2 separate regions of the Sus scrofa genome follow, and region 1 is linked to region 2. The links are chromatin contacts, called in public Hi-C maps. All regions are on one chromosome and are shown on one strand. The core of a region is the stretch at or near the end of the contact, and the rest is flanking DNA. Distances in the headings are between cores, read along the strand shown. Region 1 has its middle 24 kb from the start of TAF1B. Region 2 has its middle 12 kb from the start of CYS1.

Region 1 (2,700 bases), core at 50-2,549, 220 kb after region 2:
TGGCTCAGCAGGTTAAGGATCCGAAATTGTCTCTCTGAGGATCGGGGTTAGATCCCTGTCCTCACGCAGTGGGTTAAGGGTCCCATATTGCCTCGAGCCATGGCATAGGTGCAGATGCTGCTTGGATCTGGTGTTGTCGTGGCTGTGGCGTAGGCTGCAGCTGCAGCTGCAGCTCCGATTCGACCCTGGCCCAGGAAATTCCATATGCCGCAGGTGCAGCTGAAAAAAAAAAAACACAGATCAACAGGAGAAAAGCATATGGATTTATTTGACAGAAGTTTTATGTGACATAGGAGCCCCCAAAGGAAATGGAGACCGCAAGTGGCAAAACCTCTGTACCTAATGAGACAGAACAGAGAGAAGAAATTGTGGAAAAGGAACTACAATATATGGAGAAGCTAAAGGAAAATAAGAGTGATTTTTTTTTTTTTGGTCTTTTATCCTTTTAGGGCTGCACCTGCAGCATATGGAGGTTCCCAGGCTAGGGGTCCGATTGGAGCTGCAGCTGCGGGCCTACACCACAGCCGCAGCAATGCAGGATCCTTAACCCACCGAGCGAAGCCAGGAATCGAACCTGCAACCTCATGATTCCTAGTTGGATTCATTTCTGCTGTGCCACGACGGGAACGCCTAAGAGTGATTTTAATAAGGCACAGAACTCTCTGCTCGAGACTGCCCGTCCGTGATGATAAGCACGTTACATTCTCACAAGCGTGGAGGGAGGGCATTTTTCACGTGGGAATTCATCTTTTACTTTTCAGAACGAGAGGGAAAGTTAGGGCGTTCGCCCATCTGCTGTTTTTCAAGTGCCTTTAACTGAAAAGAATCAACCTGCCAGAGTGGCATATTTTGGGATGGCGCGTTCTGACGTCTTCCTTCACTCAATGGCGATGGGCCAGGTCTTTCCAACCAGCGATCATCGCATTGGGCCCTGGCCTGCGCTCCACCGCCACGAAGTGCTCCCCCCACGTTGCCTGCTTAGGTGTGAGTCTCCTTAACCGTGGGGTACAGGCTGGAAGACAGAGAGGCTGTGAGAGTCCCCCCAAGACAGCATGCGGGGGGCATGGGTACTGAGGGCCAGACTCATCTCAAATTCACATGGCCCCTGCCCCTGGGCGGCACGCTGCCCTGAGTCTGTGCGTCTTTACGAGTCACGAAGGAGGAAACCCCAACAGAGATGGAGCGACTTCCCCAGGTCCACGCAGCCAGTGAAGGCCGCTAAGGGCCAGAACCTGGGTGCGTCCAAGTTGAACACAAGCTCCTAAGGCCGCCCCCTCGTCCAGCGCCTGGAGGATCGGGGAGTCTGTCCAGGAGCCAGCATTCTGATCCCGTGACTTCATCCGTGATTTCAGTCTTGGGCTCCTGGGGCAGCCTCCTCCGTTTGCTCTCATGACCTCACCTCTTCTCTCTTAACCCCGAAGCCAGAACACGTGGCATGAACTGACTCTCTTCTGCAGGACTCTGGACAAGCCCTTGGCCGCTCTGGGAGCGGCTTCCTGGTCTGTGAAGGGAGAAGCCTGCTGAGGACCCTGCGTTGTGATATCCTATGCTCCAGTGTACGCTGGTGTGTCCCCCTCAGACCAAAGCCAGTGTGAAAAACAAAGCCAAAAATCCCTGCTCTGCTTCTGAAGAATCATTGGAAGTATCAAGGAAGAATTGGATCCCGATTGGCCAGGAGTCAAGTAGGCCCTTGAGACCCATTCTAGAAACTTCTAAAAGTCCCAGATTCACAAAGGCCAGCAGGGCACATAACTTCTCTTATCAACAAATGCCGAAAACCAGACCTGAAAACATCCCGGGATCCCCTGGAGCTTTAGTGAGCACAGCGTTGCTGCACAGGATCCACCTGGGAGACCCTGGCTCTGGGCGCAGCCACCCAGCGGCACTTCCAGAAAATGACACACGGCCATGGGTGGTGTGGCTTCCAGGGTGGCACGTGCAAACCAGACTCTGAAGGCAGGAAGCCACCTGGGAGACTTGGGGCCTGCAACCTGGATATCCTCACTCCCAGCAGCCAAGAAGCCTTTTGCCATATTTCTTAACAATATTTCAGAGTTCCTGTCGTGGTGCAGCGGAAGCAAGCCTGACTGCGGTCCATGGGGATGTGGCTTTGATCCTTACCCTGTGGGTGTCCGGGGGTGGAACGGCTGGGTCCTCTCCGGGATGACCCTAATTTGAGAATCAGATGAAGGAACCAGATTGAGGGTTTCCAACTCAATCCGGGGGTTGGATGGACCAGGTCGTGCTTCCACCACACACTTTGAGGGGCCTCTACCCCCCTTCCTGCCCCTCCCCGGCCCTTGGTTCCTTCAGCCCTTTGCTGGGAAATCAACCTTTTATTACCCGGGTTTCCTTTTCTCTGGTTACTGATGCGTTTCAAAGAATATGCTTGCTTGCCTTTGATGTCTCTTTTGCGAAATGCCAGTGTATCTTGGAGTAGATTATACGGAGTTAGGTAAAGAACAATTTGATTTTTTTTCTTCTTAGAGTGAGCCAGCTTTCCCAATACCATTTATCTTTGATAAAATCTATCATTTCCTTATTGGTTAGTGATGCCAACTTATCTCATATTAAGTTGCCAAATAAAGATAGGTCTGAGGAGTTCCCGTCGTGGCGCAGTGGTTAACGAATCCGACTAGGAACCATGAGGTTTCGGGTTCGATCCCTGCCCTTGCTCAGTGGGTTAACGATCCGGCATTG
Region 2 (2,700 bases), core at 189-2,688:
GTCTTCTAGCAGAAGGAAAATAGAGGCAAATTATCACCATAATTAATAAGTATATTACATTGTGTCTTAGAAGGAGAGAGGCCTGTGGGAAGAACACAGGAATCTAAAGAGGAGCTGAAGTGTAGGAGCAGAGGTTTAATTTAAAATAAGACTCCCTAGGAGTTCCCTTTGTGGCTCAGGGGTTAACGAACCCAACTAGGATCCATGAGGATGAGGGTTCGATCCCTGGCCTTGCTCAGTGGGTTAAGGAGCCAGCGTAGCCTGAGCTGTGGTGTAGGTCACAGACGCGGCTCAGATTCTGCATTGCTGTGGCTGTGGCGTAGGCTGGTGGCTACAGCTCCAATTCGACCCCTAGCCTGGAAATCTCCATATGCCAAAGGAGTGGCCCTAGAAAAGGCAAAAAGACCCCCAAAAAAATTTTTTTTTAATAACAATAAAATAAAATCAGCCTTCCTAGCTTGATGGAATGGGAGGGGGTGAGACGTGGACAGATGAGACCTGGGCAGCTTTCCGGAAGAGGGACACAGACACAGTCAGTGCAAAGGCCCTGAGGTGCCTGTGTGTCTGGCACAGCTGAGGCTGAGCCTGGGGTCCAGGGAAGATGCAGAGGGATGAAAAGGGGCCGTGGAGGTGCTCGGAAGAGGCCGTCTTCTAGACATGTGGTTGGAAGGTTTAAAGGCGGGATATGAGAGGAGCCAAGGAGGACTCCTGGGGACTGGGGAAGTGGGATGGCAGAGACGTCAGGACGAAGCTGGAGCACTGAGAAGAGGCCAGCTGTTCCCTCCTCTGCTGCGCCTGGCCCCGTGGACCTTCACTCAGTGGTCTGTGTGGCACGCCTGTGCCCGAGTGGGAGGGACAAAGACATGAGGCAGGATGACAAAATTACTCTATGATATATCAGGATATGAAAGCCAGAGCCTCCTTTAATTTTCACAAAGAAAAATACACAATTTTGGAGTTCCCGCTGTGACCCAGTAGGCTAAGAATCTGACCGCAACGGCTCAAGTGGCTGTGGAGGTGCAGGTTCGATCCCCAGACCGGCACGGTGGGTTAAAAGGATCCAGCGTTACAGCAGCTGTGGCTCGGATTCAAGCCCTGGTCCAGGAACTCCCATAGGCCCTGGGTGTGGCCATGACATTCTTTTACAAAGAAAAATACAAAATTTTAATACTGTTTTCTTTTGAGATAATTCCGGCTTTCCAGGAGTCAGGGCCGAGTTTCCACACCCCACCCAACTTCCCCTGCTTATAAGGCCTGGCATGACCACAGTACCCTGGGTGTCTCGGAAAACAAGACACTAACTTTGGTGCAATGCTACTAACTAGACTGCAGGCTTTACCCACAGTTCCCGAGTGTGCCCTCACTGCTGTTTTTGTGATACAGGACCCCTCCCTGTGTTTTGCGGTCCTACCTCCCTACTCTCTTCCAGTCTTGGTCTCCTTGGCAATTGCCTGGCACCTGCTTCACTCCTCCGCGGGCCCAGGTCTGGGCAGGAGTCTGGGGCCCGGGGGGAGCTCTGGCCACCCGCCCAGGGAGCCAGACCCAGAGCGGAGCTGTGGAAGCTGAGTCTCTGCCTGATCTGGGCCACCGCCCTGGTGCCCAGCTCCCTGCAGCTCTTAGCCCAGGAATTGCCCATCCCCGGTCACCATGGCCACTTCTGATCAACAGAACTGGGTCCGGGAGGCTTGTCTGGCCCGTTTCCCCAACAACACAGAGCGGGGCGGGGGGGGGTGGTTCCTGAACTCCATCAGGATCCAAGCACTGGCTGAAATTTGCTCTGAGGCTGAAGGACACTGCAGCCGGTCAGGAGAAGCCCGTCTGTCCCTACTTGCCCCCCCCCCCAGCCCCCTTTACCTGCTTTCACCCTAACTACTGACCCAGAGTCCGCAGTGTGCCACCAGAGAGTGACCCGGGATGGCTGGGTTTTGACGCTAAGACCACAGCTCTCAGATCCTTGCCAGGGGACCCTAAATCAGTCACGGCCTTCTTTAGGACTCGTTATGAGCATGCGTGACCCAGGGCCCCTTCCAGGGCTGGCAGCCACTGTTAAGTCAGGAAGAGGCGGATGGCCTGGTTACCATGGCAACCAAAGTTTGCTTTCAGGGCAGCTGGTGTTCAGATCTTTGGACTCAGAGATGCGTGATGTTATGACGGTGGAGGCTCCAGGCGCATTCAGATAAATCTCTCCTGCACTTCGCTGCTAGAGGGAGGCACACGGGTGCCAGGTTCAAAACTCAAAGACAGGCCGAGTCTTTTCAGGGGCCAGAAGATGCTATTACAGCCCTGGTCTGGGCATGAGGCTCCTCAGAGGACAGGAACACATGCTTTACAACTGCCACCAAAGCCATTTGTGTCACTGTCCACTGCTCCGCTAGTGAGGGTGGCTCGTTGGTGGTGAGGGATGGCCAGGACCCAAGATACCTGCGCTCAGCATTAGGACAGGTGTGGGCGGGGGGTGGGCTCTGCACGAGACCGCCTGAGGCTCCAGCACTGATCAGCTGTGTGACTGGGGGCAAGTATCTTGGGCTCTCTGAGCTCAGTGCCCTGTCCATCAAATGGGGGAACCACAGAATCTATTCCACGATGCTGCCAAGGGTTAAACCATCAGAACCTCCGAGTGCCCAGGACACCACCCTCTCAGTAAATGACAGCGCTCAAGTCCTTTCCAGGGGACCCCAGAGCTGTCACTTTGCCTTCTTT

The links. A called contact is a pair of places that touch in the nucleus more often than the background predicts.
Region 1: a contact with region 2 is called in a Hi-C map of omental adipose tissue, with 2.6 times the contacts expected there. The contact joins two enhancer-like sites. A contact is called at or near these places in 2 of 5 promoter capture datasets (fetal liver and liver), 19 of 47 Hi-C or Micro-C datasets (alveolar macrophages, brain, embryonic fibroblasts and 10 more) and 1 of 2 datasets of contacts at active chromatin or transcription factors (skeletal muscle).

What each region holds. Positions count from the first base shown.
Region 1 is chr3:126,609,257-126,611,956 of Sscrofa11.1, forward strand. No RefSeq gene overlaps it. Among named protein-coding and RNA genes, the nearest start is that of TAF1B, 24 kb to the left of the region's middle. Within about 2 kb of position 1,300, at least 2 of the 83 cell types and tissues checked have an H3K27ac peak or open chromatin away from gene starts, as enhancers often do. A contact at or near this core is called in omental adipose tissue, where this site is marked.
Region 2 is chr3:126,385,028-126,387,727 of Sscrofa11.1, forward strand. No RefSeq gene overlaps it. Among named protein-coding and RNA genes, the nearest start is that of CYS1, 12 kb to the right of the region's middle. Within about 2 kb of position 1,439, at least 16 of the 83 cell types and tissues checked have an H3K27ac peak or open chromatin away from gene starts, as enhancers often do. A contact at or near this core is called in omental adipose tissue, where this site is marked.